Regions from separate parts of the Macaca mulatta genome. Here region 1 is linked to region 2. The links are chromatin contacts, called in public Hi-C maps. All regions are on one chromosome and are shown on one strand. Each heading gives the region's core, a stretch centred on a gene start, on an enhancer-like site or on the middle of the called end of the contact. The rest is flanking DNA. Distances are from core to core; before and after follow the strand shown. Region 1 holds the start of SAE1 (SUMO1 activating enzyme subunit 1). Region 2 holds the start of ARHGAP35 (Rho GTPase activating protein 35).

The links. A called contact is a pair of places that touch in the nucleus more often than the background predicts.
Region 1: a Hi-C map of fetal cortex germinal zone shows a contact between it and region 2, with 2.5 times the contacts expected there. The contact joins the promoter of SAE1 here to the promoter of ARHGAP35 in region 2. A contact is called at or near these places in 3 of 14 Hi-C or Micro-C datasets (fetal cortex germinal zone, fetal cortical plate and liver).

What each region holds. Positions count from the first base shown.
Region 1 is chr19:59,606,604-59,612,615 of T2T-MMU8v2.0, reverse strand. It overlaps SAE1 (SUMO1 activating enzyme subunit 1), which reads right to left and starts at 1,327. Exons shown (of 10, transcript XM_077980743.1): 1 at 1,192-1,327.
Region 2 is chr19:59,329,270-59,334,978 of T2T-MMU8v2.0, reverse strand. ARHGAP35 (Rho GTPase activating protein 35) reads right to left here and starts at 3,511. Exons shown (of 7, transcript XM_028839122.2): 1 at 3,293-3,511. It also overlaps a transcript of AP2S1 not described here.

The sequences.
Region 1 (6,012 bases), core at 78-2,577, 280 kb before region 2:
AATCCCAGCATTCGGGAGGCCGAGGCGGGTGGATCAGTTGAGGTCAGCAGTTCGAGACCAGTCCGGTCAACATGGCGAAACCCCATGTCTACTAAAAATACAAAAATTAGCCGGGCGTGGTGGCGGGCCCCTATAATCCCAGCTACTCGGGAGGCTGAGGCAGGAGAATCGCTTGAATCCGGGAGGCGGAGCTTGCAGTGAGCTGAGATCGCGCCACTGCACTCCAGCCTGGGCGACAAGGGAGAGACTCCGTCGAAAAAGAAAAGAAAAGAAAAGAAAACCCCATCCCTAAGCTACTCCACAATGCCCAAACTATGTCTCCTGTCTTACCAAGGCACAGCCCCGTACCAGACACAAGCAACCTTTTCGGGAGCCTACTGCCGTCCCCCTCCAGACTCTCCGAGCCTCTCAAGAGTTCCATTTGACATAACTTGCTCCAAAACTCCTCAAAACCCGCATTCTTTCAGCCTGGCCCGCCCCTGAGCACCCACAAGAATGTAAGCTCCCGTCGGCCCGGTTGGCCAGTCCAGTCTCCCCCGTATCCAGCACGGAACCGGGTCCCACACCATCGAATGAATGAACTATGTCCTTCACCTCACCCCTTCCACGTACCCCAGCCCCTCTTATCCCCTAACCGCGACCTAAATCCCACAATCACCGCTTTCGGGCCTCGGATTTCCTGAGTTTGAATTCTCCCGCTCCCTCAGGACTCCCCAATCAGAGCCCCCTTCAGAGCTCCCATCCTTCGGAACGGCTCTCCCAACCACTTCCCAGACCTTCCAGAAACATCCCCAATCAACTCCTCTAGTTCCCTCAGGAGCGAGACGATCCCGGGGCACATAATTCCCGCCTCCTCCCTTCAAATCACACCTTCCCGCTCCTTCCGGGCCGCAAACGCCTCAGACTAGACGCCCCCTCCAGACCCTCGGCGCCTCAAGCCGCGCCGGCGCTGACCGTTTCTGGGCCTCCAGTCCCCACAGGCGGATCTGCCGGTCATACTGCGCCGCCTCCTCCTCGCTGATGCCGCCGCCAGCCTCCTCCTTCTCCACCATGGCGCCGGCTCTTCCTGCCTCAGCTCACGTCCCGCTCACGCCAACCGCCCGCCAGCCCCGCGCGCCACCAACCTCCGCCGGCAGCACACCCGGGGTGCTTCTGCGCGTGCGCAGACCCCCTCCCACGCCTGCGCAGTACCTCGTCCAAGGAGCCTGGGACCAAAAGTACCTCACGAGACTCAAAGGCGATCCGGCAACTGCATGTCACGTGACGGAGGGTCCAACCAATCCTAGCCCCAAAAATGGCGCCGGTTAAGGCCCCGAGGGCGTTGCCCACGTGGTCACTTATGAGGCGCTTAAATTCTGCAAATATTTAAGGCGTGCATACTGAGATCCCAGCAATAGGGATGTTGTAAAATAGGGTATTGAGTAAAATCGACAAAGCCCTGTCCTCATGGAGTTTACGATCCAGTGAGAAAAACCCAAAGAGAAATAAATATAAACCCAGCGATGACAAATGCTTTGGAGAAAAATAAAGCAGGACATGGGGCTACAGAGTAACAGGGGTGGTCAGGGAAGGCTTATCAGAGGTGACATTGAACTGTCAATTTTCTTTTTTTTTTTCATACAGATGAGGTCCCGATGTGTTGCCAAGGCTGGTCTCGAAATCCTGGTCTCAAGCTATCCTCCCGCCTCTGCCTCCCAAAGTGCTGGGATTACAGGCATCAGCCACTGTTCCCAGGCTTTCATGTCCCTACTATGCGTTGCACTTTGTGCCCAGCCCTGGACATACAATAATAATAAAAAATGGACACATCTCTGCTTTGGAGGCAGTCACGGCCCAGTGGGAGAGAGAAGCATTAAGAAAACAGGAATAGGCCAGGCGCGGTGACTCACGCCTGTAATCTCAGCACTTCGGAGGGCCGAGGCAGGCAGATTAGTTGAGATCAGGAGTTCGAGAGCAGCCTAGCTAACATGGCGAAATCCCGTCTGTACTAAAAATAAAAAAAAAAAAAAAACAGCAGAGCATGGTGGCTCACACCTGTAGTCCCAGCTACTTGGGAGGCTGAGGCAGGAGAATCGCTTGAACCCAGGAGTTGGAGCTTGTAGTGAGCCAAGATCATGTCAGCACTCCAGCCTGAGATAGAGCGAGACTCGGTCTCAAAAAAATAAATAAATAAAACAAAAATAACAGAAAAGAAAACACGGATGGCCCCAGGTGGGCAATATAGTGAAACGCCATCTCTATTCAAAATGCAAAAATTAGCTTGGTGTGGTGGCACTGAGCCTATAGTCCCAGCCACGTGGGAGGCTGAGGTGGGAGGATTTCTGATGTTAGAATCATAGGCTTTTTAGCAGGGCACAGTGGCTCATGCCTGTAATCCCAGCACTTTCGGAGGCTGAGGAGGGCAGATCACGAGGTCAGGAGTTTGAGACCAGCCTGGCCAAGATGGTGAAACCCCCTCACTACTAACAATACAAAAATTAGCCGGGTGTGGTGGCATGCCCATAGTCTCAGCCAATTGCCAGGCCGAGGCCGGAGAATTGTTTGAACTGGGAGGCAGAGGTTGCAGTGAACCAAGATCCTGCTACTGCACTTCAGTGTGGGCGACAGAGACTCTCAGCTCAAAAAAAAAAAAAAAAGCCACCACGCCCATCTATTTTTTTTTTTTTTTGAGACAAGAGTCTCTGTCGCCCACACTGAAGTGCAGTGGCGCAATCTCCACTCACTACAAGCTCCACCTCCCAGGTTCACGCCATTCTCCTGCCTCAGCCTCCTGTGTAGCTGGGACTACAGGCGCCTGCCACCATGCCGGGCTAATTTTTTAGTGAAGACCAGGTTTCACCGTGTTAGCCAGGATGGTCTCGATGTCCTGACCTCATGATCCGCCCATCTCGGCCTCCCAAAGTGCTGGGATTACAGGCTTGAGCCACCGTACCGGGCCTAATTTTTGTATTTTTAGTAGAGACAGGGTTTCACCATGGTGGCCAGGCTGATCTCGAACTCCTGACATCAAGTGATCCACCCACCTTGGCCTCCCAAAGTGCTGGGATTACAGGCGCGAGCCACCACACCTGGCGGAATCATGTATTTTTATTTAAGAATTGGCATCTGGCGTGGTGGCTCACGCCTGTAATCCCACCTAAGCACTTTAGAAGACTGAGGTAGGAGAATCACTTGAGACCAGGAGTTCAAGACCAGCCTGGGCAACATGACAAGACCCCTGTCTCTACAAAAAAAAAAAAAAAAAAATTTTATTAGCTGGGTGTGGTGGCGCATGCCTGTAGTCCCAGCTACTTGGGAGGCTAAGGTGGAAGAATCCTTGAGCCCAGGCGTTGGAGGCTCCAATGAGGTATGATGGCACCACTGCACTCCAGCCTGGACAACAGACCTTGTCTCAAAAAAAAAACAAAAGGTGCCTAAGATGTTTTTCAGATCCTGAATTCCAGCAGAACAGCTGATGCCAACCAGTGTGAAGACCCCAGAGAGGAACCAAATTGACAGGAGAATAGAGTTTCTTCAACTCCCTGTTTCATTACTTCACCCTGCACTCAACCAACCAACGATCCCCACACTTCAACCCACTCCAAAACCCTTAAAAACCCCTGAACTCCCTGGGGAGGTGGATTCGTGGTTTCCTTCCATCTCCTCCCTTGGTTTTCAGTGGCCCTATGATTAAACCTCTTTCTCTGCTGCAACCTGGTGTCTCCCACTATTGACTTGCTGCAAGTATGGGACAAAGGACCTATAATGGTTGAAAAACTTTCAACAGGCCAGGCACAGTGGCTCATGTCTGTTATCCCAACACTTTGAGAGGATCACTTGAGGCCAGCAGTTTGAGACACAGCCAGACCCCATCTCTACAAAAAAATATATAAAAATTAGGCCGGGCACGGTGACTCATGCCTGTAATCCCAGCACTTTGTGAGGCAGTGACAGGAGGATCACCTGAGGTCAGGAGTTCGAGACCAGCCTGGCCAACATGGTGAAACCCCGTCTCTACTAAAAATACAAAAATTAGCCAGGTGTGGTGGTGTGCGCCTGTAATCCCAGCTACCCAGCAGGCTGAGGGGAGAGAATCACTGGAACCTGGGAGGGTTGGGAGTTCAAGACCATCCTGACCAAAGTGGAGAAACCCTATCTCTACTAAAAATTAGGCTGGGCGCGGTGGCTCACACCTGTAATCCCAGCACTTTGGGAGGCTGAGGCGGGCGGATCACGAGGTCAGGAGATTGAGACCATCCTGGCTAACACGTGAAACCTCCTCTCTACTAAAAATACAAAAAAAAATTAGCTGGACATGATGGCGGGCGCTTGTAATCCCAGCTACTCAGGAGGCTGAGGCAGGACAATGGCGTGAACCCGGGAGGCAGAGCTTGCAGTGAGCCGAGATCCTGCCACTGCACTCCAACCTGGGCGACAGAGTGAGACACTGTCTCAGGAAAAAAAAAAAAAAAAAATTAGCCAGGCATGGTGGCACATGCCTATAATCCTAGCTACTTGGGAGGCTGAGGCAGGAGAATCGCTTGAACCTGGGAGGTGGAGGTTGCAGTGAGCCAAGATTGTGCCATTGCACACCAGCCTGGGCAACAAGAGCAAAACTCTGTCTCAAAGAAAAAAAAGAAAGAAAGAAAGTAATCCTGAAGGTCTACGGCATATAGTAATTCGTAATTGGTTAGGGAGTGACCCGGGTTCTTACCCGTGCCTATGCCGTAACTCTTGTAAAATGATCACTTTGTGAAAAAGAGCCCTGGAAATAAAGCTAATTGCTGCGCAAATTATTTTATCCTGTACTTGTAGACTCATTAAAGGTCTAAAAGTGTCTCCCTTTCCTCTCCTCACTTCTACTTTTTTATAATTTCTGGGAAAAATTAAATGTGATGGTATAGTCTCATGTTTGGAAACATACATCCTTTTTTAAAAAAACATTTTTATTGGTCAGGTGCAGTGGCTCACGCCTGTAATCCCAGCACTTTTGGAGGCCGAGGCAGGCGGATCACAAGGTCAGGAGATCAGGACCATCCTGGCTAACATAGTGAAACCCCGTCTCCACTAAAAAGAAAAAGCAAAAAAAAATTTAGCCGGGCGTGGTGGTGCAAATCTGAGGCAGGAGAACGGGTTGAATCTGGGAGGCAGAGGTTGTAGTGAGCTGAGATTGTGCCACTGCACTCCAGTCTGGCTACAGGTCAAGAATCCTTCTCAAGAAAAAAAAAAAAAGAGAGAGAGAGACATTTTTATTGAGGTGAAATTCACATAATATAAAATTAGGCAGCATTTTGAAGTGCACAATTCAGTGGCCTTTAGTACTTTCACCATATTATACAACCACCACCTCAATCTAGTTCCAAAATACTTTCAGCCGGGCGCGGTGGCTCACGTCTGTAATCCCAGCACTTTGGGAGGCTAAGGCAGGCAGATCATGAGGTCAGGAGATCAAGACCATCCTGGCTAACACGGTGAAACCCTGTCTCTACTAAAAACGCAAAAAATTAGCTAGGCGTGGTGGCGGGCGCCTGTGGTCCCAGCTACTGGGGAAGCTGAGGCAGGAGAATGGCGTGAACCCGAGAGGCAGAGCTTGCAGTGAGCTGAGATCACACCACTGCACTCCAGCCTGAAGCAACAGAGCAAGACTCCATCTCAAAAAAAAAAAAAAAATTTCATAATCCCAAGAGTGGTGGCTTAAATCTTTTAAATGGCCAGGAGTCAACTATGACCTTGCTATGTAAACAATTTCAAAAGAACTGTACAGTTCAGTGTTACAGCTTAGCATAATTTAGTATAAACTGTCTTTTCCCCACTTTTTAAGAGCTACCATTAACTTTATTCATTAGTTGATTATTAACTAGGAATGCTATATTGCAGAACATCTTGGCATGTCTGGTCCTTGTCCTCTAGTCCCAGTAACAAACCCCTCACCATTATGATGATGAAAAAAGGTAAGTTCCCAAAACGATCCCAAGGAAGCACCACTGTTCCCTTGAGAACCAGATGACAACCAAAAATAAGTCCTTAATTTTC
Region 2 (5,709 bases), core at 2,262-4,761:
AAAATAAACAAAGTTTGATCATAGCTCAGTTAAGAAAGTCCTTCCAGTAAATGCTCCTTCACAGTTGGATGGCTACTTTAATATACAATTGCCCTAGGCCACAGCAGGGAAAAAAAAATCAGGCTTTTGATTTACTTAAGAAATAAAATAAATAAACCTAGAACATGCAAAAGATCCCCTTTCCCAAGTTAAGGAAGGAAAATGGTTGGATAGATTTTCTGTAAAAACCACCTTTACCCCTGAATGAACTTCCTAAATCCGCCCCGCCGCCCAACCATATAGTCATTAAAGAAAATCGCTCAGGAATGGTAGCTAAGACGCATTTCTCAGATAATAAGACTAAAAATCCAATCACATCCACCAGTTCCTGGCACCCTTTTCTAACTCTACCAAATCAGGTCACTCAAAAAGCTTAAGGAATGTCAGCGCCCACCCACACACCCCTTGTACACCAATGAGCCCCAGAATCTAGCATGGATCTGCCCAGAGGCACTCAGCTCCTGTGGCAGGGAGAGCCTGCAATACCAGAGGGCAGAAATCTGAGTGACACTTGGCACTCTCTCTTTCAACAAACAACCGCAAAGTGCTTTCCAAACCCAAGCCCTCACCATTTTGAAGACCAGGAAGCTGGAGCCTTCCCTGGAGCAGAGGTGAAAAAGAAATAATAAGCCCACCTTCCCCATCCCCTCCCCCAAGGTCACACTGCAAACCAGAGGCCATTAGGGAAGGCAAGACTGTAGCTTCCCTAGGTCCAAGTGTGGCCATAACCCCCAGTGGGATCGGGAGAATCTGAGAACTGGCATTTCCCCAGCTAGAGGTAAAACAAAATGACTTGTCAGCTGGGGGAAAAAAAAGCACACTCCTAGGGGTGCTGGCTTAGAGGTGGAATAGGAGACAGGGTACTGTATGCAACCGCTCAGAGAAGGAAAGAGGGAAAGTGAGAAAGAGAATAAAGATCTGTGAGCAGCTGCAATCCCCTTTTCCAAAGGACACAAAGCTGCAGAGCCCAGAAATCGGAAGGGGGAGAGCAAACAGCAGAGAAAAGAAAATGGGGCAACGGAAAGAGATCTACCTCCCTCCACACTACTAACCTAGTGGAAGTGGGAGAAATGGGGGAGACACTCCCAGACTCCACAGAGCAGTAACAATCAACCAACTCCCACCTATTTACCCAGATCTCTCAGGATCCCTGGGGATAGAACCCTCAGGGTTAGGGTGCAGAGAGAGAATCTGCAGTCTCAGAGCCTGAGAGCCTAAGGCCCAATCCAGCCCCTTTGCCTCTGCAGCAGAGGGATGGAAAACAGAGAAAGACATGCCTGAAAGGGGAAGTGCTCAATGGGGAATGGGTGGGCCACGGGTGGTGAGCTGCGATGAGCAGGTCTGATAGGAACTAAATGGGAAGAGGAGCCTGACAAGATACAAGGGGAAAGGGAAAAAAAAAAAAAGGTGAGGAAGGAAACAAGTCCAAGACGAACAGAATTGGGAGAGGGATATCAAAGGTGAGTAAGGGGAGTGAGAATCTATCACAGCACTGAGGCAGCTCCAAGAGGAAGGTGGGGGGGATACATAGGAAAGAATGATTAAGAAGACATCTTAATGTCACAATTGGAGGGAGTGAGAACTCCAAAAGAAGACAAGAGGCAGGGCAGTGGACGGTGGGCAAATAAAGCAGAGTGAAGGGTGAAGGCTGAATCAAAATGGTGGGGGGAAGAGAATGTCATGTGGAAAACTTAAGACTCGGGAGGGAACAGAGAGGGGACACAGTGACAAGAACCCCAGTGTTAAAGGACCGCTCCAAGCGCGGACGGCAATACAGAAGTTAAAAACCGGTCTAAAAACATGCGGGCAAGTGGACAGCTCCGAAACAGCCGAGCTGGGGAGGGAAACACTAAATAGAGGATGGGGCAGAATTGAAAAAAACGAGGAGAAAGTGCAGGTACAAAATGGATCTAGGGGCAGGTCTGTGAGATGCACAACGGGAAGGGGATGGGTGACCAGCCCGGGAGGTATCAGAGGTATAGTGACGTTAAAGGGCATGTCTAAGGGCTAAAACGGGGAGGAGAGGAGTTGGAGCAAAGGGGACAGGAAGCAGTTTTTAGGCAGAGAACTGAAGGAGATACAGGCCAAAGAAAGGAGTAGCAAATGCATGCAGTAGCTCAGAGAAGTGCCAAAAAGGAGGTGGGGGAAACAGGAAACCTCCAAGAGAACACTGGGGCTGAAACTGAAGGCAGTCTGAGTTAGGGAGAGATCAGTTGAGTGAACAGCAGAAATGGGAGACCTGCAGAGTCAGAGAAGCGGGAAGAGGCTGCTTCCCGGGAAGGCAGAGTCAGAAGCAAGCAGGTGAGGGGAGCGCAGCAAGATCTGAGGTCGGGCAAGGGGCAGAGCTAAGAGGCAGAAAGGTATGGAAGAGAGGAAAGGGTCTGAATGGCAAACGGTAACAAGAGCTGAGAAGGGGAAGAGGCAAGCACGGTGCAGCCAAGTCCGAGGGGATCAGGGGAATGAACTGGGGCACGGAAGGGTCAGAAGGCCAGCCGAGGGGCATCCCGGGGTGCAGCAGGCTCTGTGAGAGGGCAGACAGAAATGCAGATAGTAGGGCCCACGAGGGAACCGGATTAAGTCCAAGGGGAAGACCTGGGGCAGCAGTGCCTGGTTGAACAGGGGTCTCAGATGGATCTCCAAGGGGTTGGAACCGCAGGTCCTAAAGGGACAGCTCCCAGGGTGCAACATATTCTGAGACAAGAATAATAGCACAGCAGGTAGGTCAAAGAAGGGGCCGAGGACAGATCTGAAGGGTGGTGAGAGCAGAATCGAGAAGAGGCAGAAGGGTCACGGATCTCAAAAGTGGGAGCCACAATTAAGGGATGCAGAATGGTCAATGAGAAAAAGGTGGGTCCCAAGAGCACTGCAGAGCCCGGGAGGAGCGAAGGGCATTATGGAGGGGTGGAAGAGGGAAGGGGGTCGCAGAATTGGGAGCCGGATGGCTGAAGTCGGAGAGGCTCTGAGGCAGACACCGAGATCCCAACTGATCGGGGGTGGGGGCGGCAGCGAGGACAGCAGGGCTGCGGCGGGCAGGGGTAGGTCCAAAGGGCAGAAAGGCCCCACGGGCCGGGCCGACGCGCGAAGCGACGGGGACGGCGGGGCCCGGGGAGCTGGGGGGGCCGCTCCTCCCCTCCCCCTCCAGCTCCTCCATTGTTCGCGGGCTCCGGGCCCCGCCGTCCCCGCCTCCCCCTGGACCCCTCAGCGGGGCGGCGCCCGGCCTCGCCGCCCGGGGCCCGTGAGCTCGCGCACTCACCAGCTGGGCGCCCTCAGCGCGGCCCCGGCCTCCAGGATCCCGGCAGCAACGACGGGGGCCCCGGCGCCATGTTCCCCTGCTCCTAGTCCAGCGGCTGCTGAGGCGGCGGCGGCGGCGGCGGCTCCGGCGGCGGGGGGCCGGGCGGACCCTCCCTCGCGGGTTCCCTCCTCCGCCTCCTCCACCTCCTCCTGCCGCCGCGCCGCGGCTCTCCCTCGGGGCGGGGGGCGGGGAGGGGAAGGGGGGAGGGGCGGGAACCAGGGGGAGGGCGGACCAGCCTCGCTCACTCCCTCCCTCCCTCCCTCCCTCCCTCACTCGCAATGGCGGCAGCGGCTGCACCTCCTTCCTGCGACGGCCGCTCCCGCGCGCGCGCCCCCTCGCTACTGCGCGTGCGCGGCGCGTGGACCGTTGCAGGGGGATAACGGCCCCCGGGCGCGCGCCGCGAAGGGACGACCAGCGAGGCAGTGGGGAGAGGTCAGAGCGCGTGCGCACCCGAGGGTCTCACTGCCACCGCCGCTGCCTGAGGTTAGGAACCGCCGCGGACGGTGCAGTGCGCGTGCGCCCCCAAAAATGCAGCTACTGCGGCGGCCGCCGTCGTGACTGAGCTCTAGGCGAGCTGCAAACGAGCAGAGGGAGCGGGGTGGGGGAGCGCGCGTGCGCGGGGGGCTGCCAGCCGGCGCAGCTGTTGGCGCAGGGCAGAGGGAGTGGCCCGCAGGAGGAGCGCGCGTCTCCGCGCGCGCCTCAAGCAGCCGATCTGCCACCTCGCGCTGGCTTCTAGAGAAAGCCGAAGGAGAGAGGCATGGCCCGGTTTTGGGGGTGGGGGGCGAAGGGCGCGATCCCGCTCGCGCGGGACCTGAGCAGCCAATGGGAAGCAACGGGAGGTGGGTTTGCCGCGCGAGCCGCAGCCCCCGGGATAACGGAGGAGGCCAGAAGGAGCGACGTAACGTGGGGCGGTGGGGCGGGGCTGAGAAGGAGGGAGCCCACCAGAGAGGGAGTTGATTGGAGGATATGAGGAGGCGTGGCCCGCCTCAGCCCAATCCGAGTCCCGCAATTCGTCGTCCCGGAAGAAGAGGCGGGGATGGAGAGCGCGTGCTCTTTCTCCTGGCTGTGAAGAAAATCCGCAGCCAACGCGCGCGTCCTTGCAACTTGTTTTTGGTTCTGTGATCGCCTGATCCCCAGGAGAGGGAAGACGGCCTGGTACTGTGTGCAGCCCAAGCCTGTCACTTAGCATTGTGCAAATGACTACAAATCAAATGTCAATTAGGGCGCCTGAAAGGAAAAGAGTAGTGATGGGAGAGGGCACCGCTGTAACCCTTGACTCCTCTGAACTGAGGAGGTGTTCCTCTGGGACTCCTCCGGAAGTACAGATCGTGGAAGATGAGCTTCCCGGGCGCCAAGCCAATATTTGTGGAATGCATGAAGAAAGGCTGTTTCCTATTACATTTGGCATTTCTGCCATAAGTCTCTTCATCTATAAAATGGGATAATAATCATACCTCTCTCGTAGGGCTGCTGTGAAAATTAAATAGATTATATTTTGTAAAGCTCTGGAAATCAGGCCTTGCATATAGTAAGCGCTCTGTAAGCGTTGATAAAATTACATGGGCTTGTTTATTCCATTAATAAAGCTTTTTATATTAAAGGATTTTCCTTTTTTTTTTTTTTTTTTAATGTAGCACTTTTAGGGCCGGACATGGTGGCTCACGCCTGTAATCCCAGTACTTTGGGAGGCCGAGGCGGGCGGATCACTTGAGGTCAGGAGGTCGAGACCAGCCTGGCCAACATGAAACCCTGTCTCTACTAAAAATACAAAAATTAGGTGGGCGTCGTGGTGGGCGCCTGTAATCCCAGCTACTCGGGAGGCTGAGGCAGGAGAATGGCTTGAACTCGGGAAGGAGAGGTTGCAGTGAGCCGAGATCGCACTGGACTCCAGCCTGGGCAACAGAGGGAGACTCCGTCTCAAAAAAAAAAAAAAAAGTACTTTTAATGCATTCAATCTGATTTTTAGATGTTAGTGGCTTGAAACAACAGCAACAACTTTTCTTTAAGCACTGTGGGGCTGCCAAATCGAGTGCATGGGCTGTCATTATAAACCGTGGTGTGTAAGGGACTTTTGATATTACTTGAGGAGACACAGGAAAGACAAGGTGGGGGGCAGTGAATTCCTGATACCCGTACTTCAAATTAATGTCTTTAACACCTATGCAGTATTCCAGGTCTTTTCAATCTTAAATTTGTGAACTGGCGGCACCTGGAGAACAAGGACAGTTGGGCTCACGCTGGATCCCCCAAACCCCTTGGGAACCCATCAGCTCTGATTTACCCTTCGACTCTCAGCTTGAAGTCACCTTCTCAGGGTAGTCTCCCAGATTTGGCCTAATACCTCGTTCTTTAATAATAAAAATGAGTACTTTGTACCA